3 separate regions of the Zea mays genome follow, and regions 1 and 2 are each linked to region 3. Evidence: chromatin contacts called from public Hi-C data. All regions are on one chromosome and are shown on one strand. Each heading gives the region's core, a stretch centred on a gene start, on an enhancer-like site or on the middle of the called end of the contact. The rest is flanking DNA. Distances are from core to core; before and after follow the strand shown.

Region 1 (3,436 bases), core at 543-3,042, 97 kb before region 3:
ATGCGCTATTCGGGCCCTGAGTGGCAGTAGGTGGTGGCCCAAGAGGCCTTATCAGATATATGTGTAACCAGAGAGAGGGAGATGGACATGAACATTTCTGTAATTCTGAACTAAGAACTAATATATCTCTGACTCTATCCCACTCTATCCTTGCTTCTTCTCCATGGGACCGCACAGCGTTGAGAGGCTGCTAACAAAAACATTGCCCCAGAATTATCTGGTCATGAACAAGTTAAATGGAACAAATACCCTAGTCCTTGGTACACCAAATATAGACCAACTAGTGCACTTGATGTCATAGATAAACACAGGGAGGGCTTGGCCTATAGCAAATATAGACCAACTAGAAGCATTTAGCAATAAAATGGAAGGAATCCTTAGAATTTTGCCAAATGACATAGGGGCAAAGTAAACAATTGATAAATGAATGAGGCATGGGCGCATAATTGCTAGATAATTAATTCATTGTTTATACTTGATAGGATGATACACATGTTGATTTTTTAATTTTAATACAGCTAATAGAGATATATAAAACTAAGTTACATATAAATAAACAATTACATATGTGAAACGTGCTGACTACATTATAGCAGCACCCATGTGCTGGCAACTACCATGAAAGAGTCAATTAGGAACACATGATATCTTAAAAAGATTTAATAGGGTTCAACCACCAATATGAGTAGTCTGCTGCAAACAAAGATCACTTTAAACTTTGAAGTGCCACATACACATGCCTTAATTTATAAAGGGTGAGACCGTGAGAGACAAAGCTTGTCATATACTAACACCTCAATACAGCTGGTGGTCTGGCAACAACTTACTCGAAGGTACCATCACATACACGACAAGTTTAGAAATCAGAACTACAGGGCAACAAGCAGAAATCAAGTTGAACATTAGCACATCAGAATCACAAGAACTTTTTAATAAAACGACCCAATAGTAGTCATTTTGCAGTAGCAAGAAGTAAATCAGGACCAGTAATCGCACAAAGTTAATGGTTGAGACAAAACAATGGAAAAATCAAATTAAAACGGGTAAGAACTGCAGGAAATGTGAAATGGGGCCTCTTTACCATCATCTTCCAGGCGAGGTAGCCAACGGGCCCTCCCCGCTCACCATCGCCACTGGCAGAGCTGTGCTCCCCTCCCGCGCCGGCTCCGAGTCCCCCTCTCCTGAGCACGTCTCTGACAAACTCGACAGCTAGCTCCTTCTCCCCGCGGTCCCAGTAGAGCGCGACGGCCTTCTCCACGAGGCTGAACCCGGGCCGCAGCCCGACGCAGTCCATCTCCCCGAGCAGCGCAGCAACGTCGGCGACGTCCCCGCCGGCCCCCACGAGGCGCTCGATCCAGCCGCAGGCGATGGCGGCCATGAGCTCCATGGTCTCCCCGTCGACGCGGTTGGCGCGCCGGAGCCAGTCAAAGACCTCGAGCGCGCAGTAGGTGTCGCGCCCCTCCTGCGCGAAGTAGACGAGCACCAGCTGCAGCTCCCGCGGGGACAGCGCCGCGAGCGGAGCCTCGTCGGCTGCGACGGATGCTGGCTCGCGCTCCAGGTGTTCGATGGCTGCAGCGAGGAGACCGTCGGGCGCGGGCATGGTGGCGGGGGAGAGGGACGGCGCCACGGCATGGTCGAGGCGTAGGGAGCGCGGGGGCGGCGGGGGGCGGGGGGAGACAGACGACGCGGGGAATCGCCGGGAAGAGGAGCGAGTGGATTGGGGAAAGGTGCCGACGGCCGCCGCCGCAGCAGCGGTGGTGGCGTGGGAAGAGAGCGCCATGAGTAAGGGATGGGGAAGGACTAGGGTTGAGAGGAGGGCATGGGATGGGAGTGAGGCGGAGGATTTTGAGGCTTCAGTATGGATGTGTGGGGAGGAGAAGGGGCGACGTGGCCCAAGCCAAGGAAGGGAGGGCTGAATGCCGACGGCGACTGGGGCGGGGGAGAGGAAGGGCAGATGAGTGTCCTGGCCTCCGGGGATAGCCACGTGCAGTACCACCCAGTACCTCACTGAATTCGGATGGGTCTGTAGACGGAATGGATGTTTGGGTTTCTCTAAAATTCCGGGTTTGGTTGCACGTCTAAACTGCTATGTTAAAGCTTAGCATATTGCCATATCTGCGGTCTGTCTAAGGTCATGTTTGGTTTCAATTAATCCTAAGACTAAACTTTAGTCTCTATTTGTTTGGTTCTAGAACTAATTAGATTCTAAACACTACAAAAAGGCTAAAATACCCTTGCCTGTAACACAAAGCCACCTGCTATCTGCGCTATTCAAGCCACCTGCTATCTACTGCATGCATACACGCCTGGTGCAAATACTGAAATCGCCTCTGCGCTATTCAAGCCACCTGCTATACACGTCTGGTGCAGATACAGATACACAAAGCAATATACACTACAGTAACCATTTCGATCTTCTTTAATATTTCGATCATGAAAGCACAAAGCAATATTTATTACAGTGAACATTACAGTAAACATTTCAATCATGAAAGTACAAAGCAATATTTATTACAGTGAACAATACAGTAAACATTTCGATCACGAAAGCACAGACAAAGCACAAAGCACAAGAAGCAGTGCATTTCTGTAATATTTATTACACACAAAAACATTACAGTTTGTTGAACAAGCCATCTGCTATCCAATCACGAAATTGATTCATATTCCGATCTTCTTCACCTTGTACTGAACCTGCTACTTGTTCTTGTTCTTGTGTACTCGACTCACCAACTTCAGGCACATAATTTTCATCATGGTCACACAACTCAAAATCCTTATCTCCCAAAAAACTCTCCCTAATGAAATTGTGAAGTGCCATACACCCCATAATTATTCTACTTTGTTTTGCCATAGGATATCTAGGGAGATCTAATAGAGTCCTCCATTTCATTTTCAAGACACCAAATGACCTTTCAATTACATTTCTAAGTGAAGAATGTGCATAATTAAAAGTTTCTTTTCTACCTCTTGGCATTGGACCTTGACGAAATTCAGGAAGATGGTATTTTGTACCTTTGTATGGAGCAAGATAGCCAATACGATTTGGATACCCCGAGTCCACAAGATAGAATTTCCCTTCTGGAGGATGTGGAAACCTATCTCCATATTTTCCAATTGCATCTTTGAAAACTCTCATGTCATGAACTGATCCTGGCCATCCAGCCACAACAAAAGTAAACCTCATATCAAAATCACAAACGACCATGACATTCTGTGAAGTGTACCCATGTCTTCCAGTATGTTGAACTACTTTGGTAGTAGGAACCACAACTGGGATATGTGTGCCATCAATGGCTCCAATGCAATTGTCAAAGAAAGGGCTAAATCTAGGTGACTGCAACCTTGGATGAACACATGTAAACTCAGGATCTACTGGCCTAATGATGTCTGCTGCCAGTTTGTTTACACTATTTAAAACTTTGTCAAATTTTCT
Region 2 (3,294 bases), core at 485-2,984, 73 kb after region 3:
AGTACGCTGCTCAGCAAGATCGGGAGCTCAAGAGAGATCAAAGCCCATTTGGACCAATTCTAGCACCCGTGACAAGTTCAAGAACCCATATGACATTGTTGTACAAGTTTGGCGGTGTTTGGGATGGCTCCAGGTTCCAGCCCCAGTATGGAGTTGTAGTTTATAATATCAATTTAATTAGTTTTAAAAATATTTTTAATTTAAATAATAAACAAAATGGCTTATCTAAATGTCTTTTAAAGGCTTACAGCTCCAGCTCCACGATTTTCTGGAGCACCTAATGACCTGCTCCACCAACTCCACCAAATTTGTTGGAGCTGGAGCTATCCCAAACAAGGCATATCAAAATTTAAGAGTTGGAGACCAAATGACACCGGGCAAGTTCAAGGACCATTTGTGAAATTATATTTCACAAGTAAAATAGTGATTTTTCACCTAAACTAAACCCAGATTCACATATCCATGGAAAGTAGATAATGAACAGATCTACCAAAAGAACTACAGGTTGAGAGAGAGTCGAAGCAATGTAAGCCAGTTATTGTTAGTAGCAAAATAAACAGCAATGAACAGAACAACCTTTACTTTTTTAGAAAATAGGTTAGCCCGCTTTATTGATCATAAAACATTCACAAATGTTAATTTCCAAGCATAACAGCACGTCTGCCACAAAACAATGCCTAAAGGCCGATGCTGTCAATTATAACAGAAGACAAGTCAGAACAACTTTTATGCCAATCAACCTTAAGCTCCAAGGAATTGCAAACAGGATGCAACCACAAACATAAAGTTAACAACAAAAAAAAACATATAATTTCCTCACCCAGTAAAAAAGCACAAGTGCATGCTACACCTATGCAGCACTAACAAGCCACGGGTTGTGCTCAAAACTGAGAAACAATTGTCAGTGTCAGCAGATTGCATAGAAGGCCAAGAAAAGCAGCAGATGACCAGTCTGGAAGTACAAAAGCTTGTTGAAACCCACTGGATGGTAGTATCTTACCCGCAAACAAAGCGACTTAAGGCTGGATCTGAATCACTGGGATAGATTATGATGAGATCTAGTAATATTAGTGTTGGATCTGCCAAAAAAACAGCTTTACCATACACTGTTTTTTTCAGCCAGGAAGAGAAACAAAGTTCCCATACACTGTGTTTCTGTTGTGGTTTAATCAAGAAACAGGGGGTCCCTTAATCTTTTTTTTAGAAACGACTCAAAACTCTCTCATCCAGGAAGCAAGTCCACATATTAAAACCCCTACCATTTAATCTCGACTTAATCAGGTAAACCCAGTACCAGCAGTCCCTTAAGATCGTCCAAACAGAAAAATCATCCCTATGAAAAGGAGAAAATTATAATAAATTAAACTAAACAAGGAAGTTGAATCGAACCCCCATCTACCTAGCACAGACGACTGCACAAGTAACCTGAATCAAAAGAGAATTCATTTTTAAACGAGGTGCATTGCTATACCTTATACTCGTTCTTGGGGGTTCCATAACCCGAGAAGAACATCTGCGCTACAAGCACTTGGTTGGCGACGTCGCCTTTGCGCGCCTCCTTGTACGCGTCCTGGAACCAGCGCTGGACGCAGTCGCCGACCACCTCCGCCAGCGGCTTCCGCTCGCACTCCAGCCCGCCCACTTCATTGGCGCCCACCATCGTTTCGGTTCGTCTCCGGCGGCAAGGGCTTGGGGCCTTCCTCCCAGAGTGCCGCAGCCGGCAGCCGACGACGGGTTGGGGAAAAAAATAAAGGATAAGAAGCAACGAGGCGCGAGGCGTGAGGCGCGGAAAATACAAATAGGCGACGAGCCAGGGGCGTTCGTGTAAATTGCAGTGCGCTTGGCTTTGGTTTTCGCCCTTTCTTTACAAAGGCTATTCTCAGTCATGGTTTTATAGTTTTATGCACACTGTGACATACTTCCTCGGTTTCAAAATAATATTTGTTTTAGCACTTGATTTTTATATCTATATTCAAACAGATGATAATAAATATAGACATATATACAAAACACATACATTAAATATTATATGAATCAATTAATTCTTTAAAACGAATTTTAATTTACGGCAGAGGGAGTACCATTTTTTATAATATAGCATGTATTAAGAGGATTGGATTTCATTAGATAAAATTAGTTTTATGAGGATGAAACTATGCCAACTTGTTTTCAAGGTCTTAAAAATCGTGTGAAACCTCCATTAAAAATGATTTATTTCATCATCACATATTTTATTACTTTCTATTGGTCATTGAGTTGCATCATTTAATTGATATGTTAGTCTGTAAAATAGTGAAGTAATTTTGTATTAAGAGACATTGTTTTATTTTTAGTTTTTCAAATGATATGACAGTGTTGCAAAGAGTGCTACAAACTTATCATTGAAAATAGCTTAACTTGTTTGCGCTTTGCACGATGTGTTTACCTATTTAAAAGACTGTTTTTTAATACATAGGAGCAGCAAAATATATAGATACATATAAAGGTGATAGAATTATCTAAATAGACAATTAGCCACAGTAGTAGAACAATTCGGTCTACAAATGTAACACCATTAGCAATATAGACACATTCAAAGTTTTAGATCGATGATCTTAAGGATAACATAATCAAAGTAATAGTTCTGTTGTGTGTATTAAATGCATTTAAGGTTAATTTACTATTATCCATATCATGGATAGCAAATATGCATATTTAAAAGGCGGCAATGATGGTCTGCAGTAGGATCGATGCATAATTAATAGAAAATAATGGGGAGGGGGACATATCTTCTATGCATCACCTTCGTGGCAAGATGGTATGCAGTAGGATTTGTGTGATCGTGTGCAGTGCTACAACATTGCTTTTTGGCATCATCTGTTTCTGAGAATTTGACACGGTTGACTGATTTGCGACAAAGTTGTATGACACTGGTGTATTTTGAATTCCCACGTTTTTCCTTAACCATTTTAACATATGTATGTTTTGTGTACTTATTCATAATGTTGTGCAAAGGGAGCACTTTTATAATATTTTATTGTTTTCAGATCTTGACAACCTTTCTATTCTCAAAGTACTTTGGCCTCTCAGCCTTCTTTTGTAAGATATTACTGAGTCTTACATGCTTCCTTCTCCTATGATCAGGTATATTCTCGTTCTCTGTAATGGGATCATCATTTTAATGTTCCTTTTATGGATCATAGGTATCTTCTAAGCTTGGTATGTCAATTGATTTCTGCATAATTAAAAAATATTGAATGTTGACAAGTGCTACCTATAATTGAGTGAAGTATGAAACAACTGGAGAATAGATAT
Region 3 (3,567 bases), core at 1,054-3,553:
ATTGTGTGATGACCTACTCGGCCTTGTATGCTGGAGGTGAAGCACGTCCTTTCAGGAACAAGGGGCACTATCTGGAGGAAAGGTCGAGTCAAAGTCAATGCGCTGATCAAAGCCTGGTCTATGTTCAACAATAACGCATGTAATAGCCATCACCGATCACTTGAGAAGGGTGCATCGGCCTATATAAATTTTATCTAGTGAAAATTGAAGCTTACAAAAGACGAGCCCCCCCGATCACTTGTATGCTGAGGCGTCAGGCATTAGCGAAGTGGAGGATGCTGAAGAAAAAAATTGTCATTGTCAGGGTGTCAAGCGCATGCATGAGATTCCTAGATGAATCGCCGATGAACTTGACGGTACCAAAGAAGATTTTCTCTCCTTGTGTGAAGCCATGGTTGTCATCAGATCTACAATGATCAACGCGACCCCTACCTGGCGCGCTAACTATTAAGTATTATTCGGTTGCGAATTTATGGGGTAGATTGTGAGGTCGAAAACTGAAAATGAAGCACATAGGAGACATGAAGGTTTATACATGTTCGAGCTCTTGACGCGACATAATACCCTACGTCCTTTATGCTGGTGGCTATTGCTTATGATCTGCCCCCTTGGCAGCTCACCACTCCTTTTGTAGTATAATGAGATCGAAGGGCAGTTATTATCAGAAATTGTACTAGATAAGGATACATATCGCCTTAACTAAGTCTATCTAGGACTCTTAGTTCTATCTTTATGTGTATGTTTTCCTTATCATCCAGACTCTACCATATTACATGGATGTCAACCTTACCATATTACATGGATGTCAACCTTGTCTACTGATTCTGATAAGATTTCACGCCTCTGCCTTTCTTGGATGGTCATGGTATCTTCCTCTCATGTTGGCTGAGTCCTGTAAGAGCACGACCAAGTGCCTGGTCCTGCCTGTCAGGGTCTTATACATTAAGATGTCCTTGAGTAATCCTGGTATATATCCTTTACATACCTTTGATCCCACTTGGGCTAACACTGTATGAGGAATGAAAACGTAATATAGACATAATTGATGTAGTTGTGTAGTGGTAAAGGAGGTTATGCGTGAGAGAGATTGCGTGTTCGAATCTCACCATTAACAAAACATGTAAATTTAATTCAAAAAATGGTAAAAAAATCATAGGGCGATGGGTATGGTAATGTAGTGGGTTGGTGAGTTCTTATAATTTAAAAAATGTTTTGCTATTTTTTGGGGAGCTTTTGTGATTTTTAATTTGTCGAGTGTTTTTTTTGCTGAGTAACCGAAAAAATATTCGGCAAAGAACCATTTGCCGATAAAATATTTGCCGATTATTTTTTTGCCGAGTTTGGTAGTGAGGTTCGGTCGGAATGGGATGATTGCCTCGAGTGCAAGGCGTAAATAGATTTGCATGCAAACCAACTCAATCAGGATTTAGTAAACAAATACTCACTATGTCCTAAAATATGTGCATATATATAATTATAAACACACATTTAGATGGACCAAAAAACGAACATAATTAGCTAGCTCTTGCCTATGTTATACCCATACTCGTACTGATCATCGACGGTGTGTCCTGGCGTTTATAGTCTTGTCTTGTTCTTTGGCGATGTGGTGGTGACACCGCGACAGGAATTAGATATTTGGATGTATTCTGTTTTGAGTCCTGAATTAGAAACTGGCTTACGTGAGTTGGTCAGCAGCCACTTCTGGCTTATCCGCTTATGTTACGTGAGTAAGGTAGCAGAGATTAGGTTGACCGCTTACATGAGCGAGCTAGCAGGTCGTAGGGACAAACCAAGCGAACATTATTTAGACTCTATAATCAAGATAATCATACAAAAATTACAAGTAAGAGGATTGAAGTCACTCTATGAATACTTTAAGACATAGACTCAGAAAAGCACTATACACCATCTAATCAAATTTAAGAAATAGATTCGAATAGTTCGATTCATGAAAAAAAAAACCAAAACGACTTGGAATTCCTCCCGGTATCTCTTGAGTATGTCTCGTCTTGTCGTCGTCACTTTTAATTTTGCGCGTGGGCGCTCCATGCATGCCATGATTGGCGACGAACCCTAGCCCGCGCGCCCCCGTCCGTCGCCGAAACAGAGTAAACTTCGCCCTAGCAAAAGCTTTTTTGCCGCGAGCTCAGCGTACGTCTCCCGTACTTGTCTTCTCCGTGAAAAACCAACCGATGCTCTTTTGAGCAAAAATCTAATGTGAGAACGCGACGGTTTGTCGATTCTGACGAAGATGCTACCGATCGAGGTGAGAGAATGGGACAGTTGGAGGTCGGCAAAATTCAGCTAGGGGCAGGACAGGAGATGGTGTCTCCACTTGACTACTTGAGGCTAGCATACCCCACATGATGTACAATTTTACAAATATTAAAGTTCAATATAAAAAAGAGTTCAGTTAGGCGGCAACGCAATCAATCAGTCGGCCCGCAAACTGCGTTCATTTTGTAGGACCACGACAGTTTTTTTGTTTTTTTATTTTTGGGAAACGGATCACGACAGTATTGATTAGCCTCATAGTTTGATTCATCAGCAAGCTTCCGAGAAGATGAAGAGAAGAAGCCATGCGCACGTCGCCATTGGCAACACAAGTTGAGGCAGGTCGCCCTTATGCTATCTTCACCTATTTCCTTCCCTATTTCAAACTTACCTTAGTGTCAAACGGTGTTATCTACAGTTTCATGTCCTCTATTTTACAACTCCACTGGGGACGGTCTTAGTACATGAGCCCTTGGATTTTGGTACAAGAGACAGCTAAAAGGTTGTTTGGTTCCCTCTAAAATACCAAACAAAGTGATTAAAATATATTCTAGTTTAGTCACTTTTAGTCCCTAAAATATCAAACAGAGTGACTAAAGTAAGTCTTCTAAATAGGATTTCTAGGGACTAAATTTAGTCCATAAAATTTAGGAGGGTGACTAAAGAGATCAAACATCACGTAAGAGACTGCATGATATAACATTGCGTCCCTAGATCATTAATGCAGTTAAGACACATATATATAGATAGTCGTGAAGATATGGTCTTTTCGTGAAGAGACTACCTTTTTTCACTTAACCCTGAGGGCATGTATAACCCTGAGCCTTTGGTTCGGTTTTCTAAATACAAGATATAGCTAAGAGATTATGTATTACAACCCTGAGCCCCTATATCATAAATACAGTTAAGACACAATATACATAGAGAATCGTGTAGAGACAGACTTTTGAATTTTTTTCACTTAGCCTCCTAGAGACCCCTCAAGATACTCTTATTTTATTGAGTTGTACAATCCCTAAAGACCCCCTGTCAGCGTTTCGAGACAGGGGGGTCCCTAAGCCGACGAGTGAGTGTGCTGCGTGCCCCAGCCCAGATGGGTCAAGCGCGTGGGCGAGCGCGAAGGGGGGAGAGGCGAGGTGGTCGGAGTCGAGTGTGAGAGAGGTGGAAGTCCCGCGGCCTTCGTGTTCGTCCCGCGCCCAGGTCAGGTGCGCTTGCAGTAGGGGGGTTACAAGCGTCCACGCGGGTGAGGGAAGCGAGCGGCCCCAAGAGAGCGCCTGTCCCGTCCTCGGT

Evidence for each region. A called contact is a pair of places that touch in the nucleus more often than the background predicts.
Region 1: a contact with region 3 is called in a Hi-C map of leaf, with 2.0 times the contacts expected there. The contact joins the promoter of LOC100501779 here to the enhancer-like site in region 3. A contact is called at or near these places in 4 of 25 Hi-C or Micro-C datasets (ear and leaf).
Region 2: a Hi-C map of leaf shows a contact between it and region 3, with 4 times the contacts expected there. The contact joins the promoter of LOC100276657 here to the enhancer-like site in region 3. A contact is called at or near these places in 2 of 25 Hi-C or Micro-C datasets (ear and leaf).

The regions. Positions count from the first base shown.
Region 1 is chr6:152,468,164-152,471,599 of Zm-B73-REFERENCE-NAM-5.0, forward strand. LOC100501779 (Pentatricopeptide repeat-containing protein chloroplastic) reads right to left here and starts at 1,793. Exons shown (of 2, transcript NM_001196439.1): 1 at 1,082-1,793. The coding sequence starts at 1,780.
Region 2 is chr6:152,638,009-152,641,302 of Zm-B73-REFERENCE-NAM-5.0, forward strand. LOC100276657 reads right to left here and starts at 1,735. Exons shown (of 3, transcript NM_001349453.1): 1 at 1,472-1,735. The coding sequence starts at 1,660.
Region 3 is chr6:152,564,763-152,568,329 of Zm-B73-REFERENCE-NAM-5.0, forward strand. No RefSeq gene overlaps it. Among protein-coding and RNA genes, the nearest start is that of LOC100281558, 16 kb to the right of the region's middle. Within about 2 kb of position 2,304, at least 13 of the 20 cell types and tissues checked have an H3K27ac peak or open chromatin away from gene starts, as enhancers often do. A contact at or near this core is called in leaf, where this site is marked.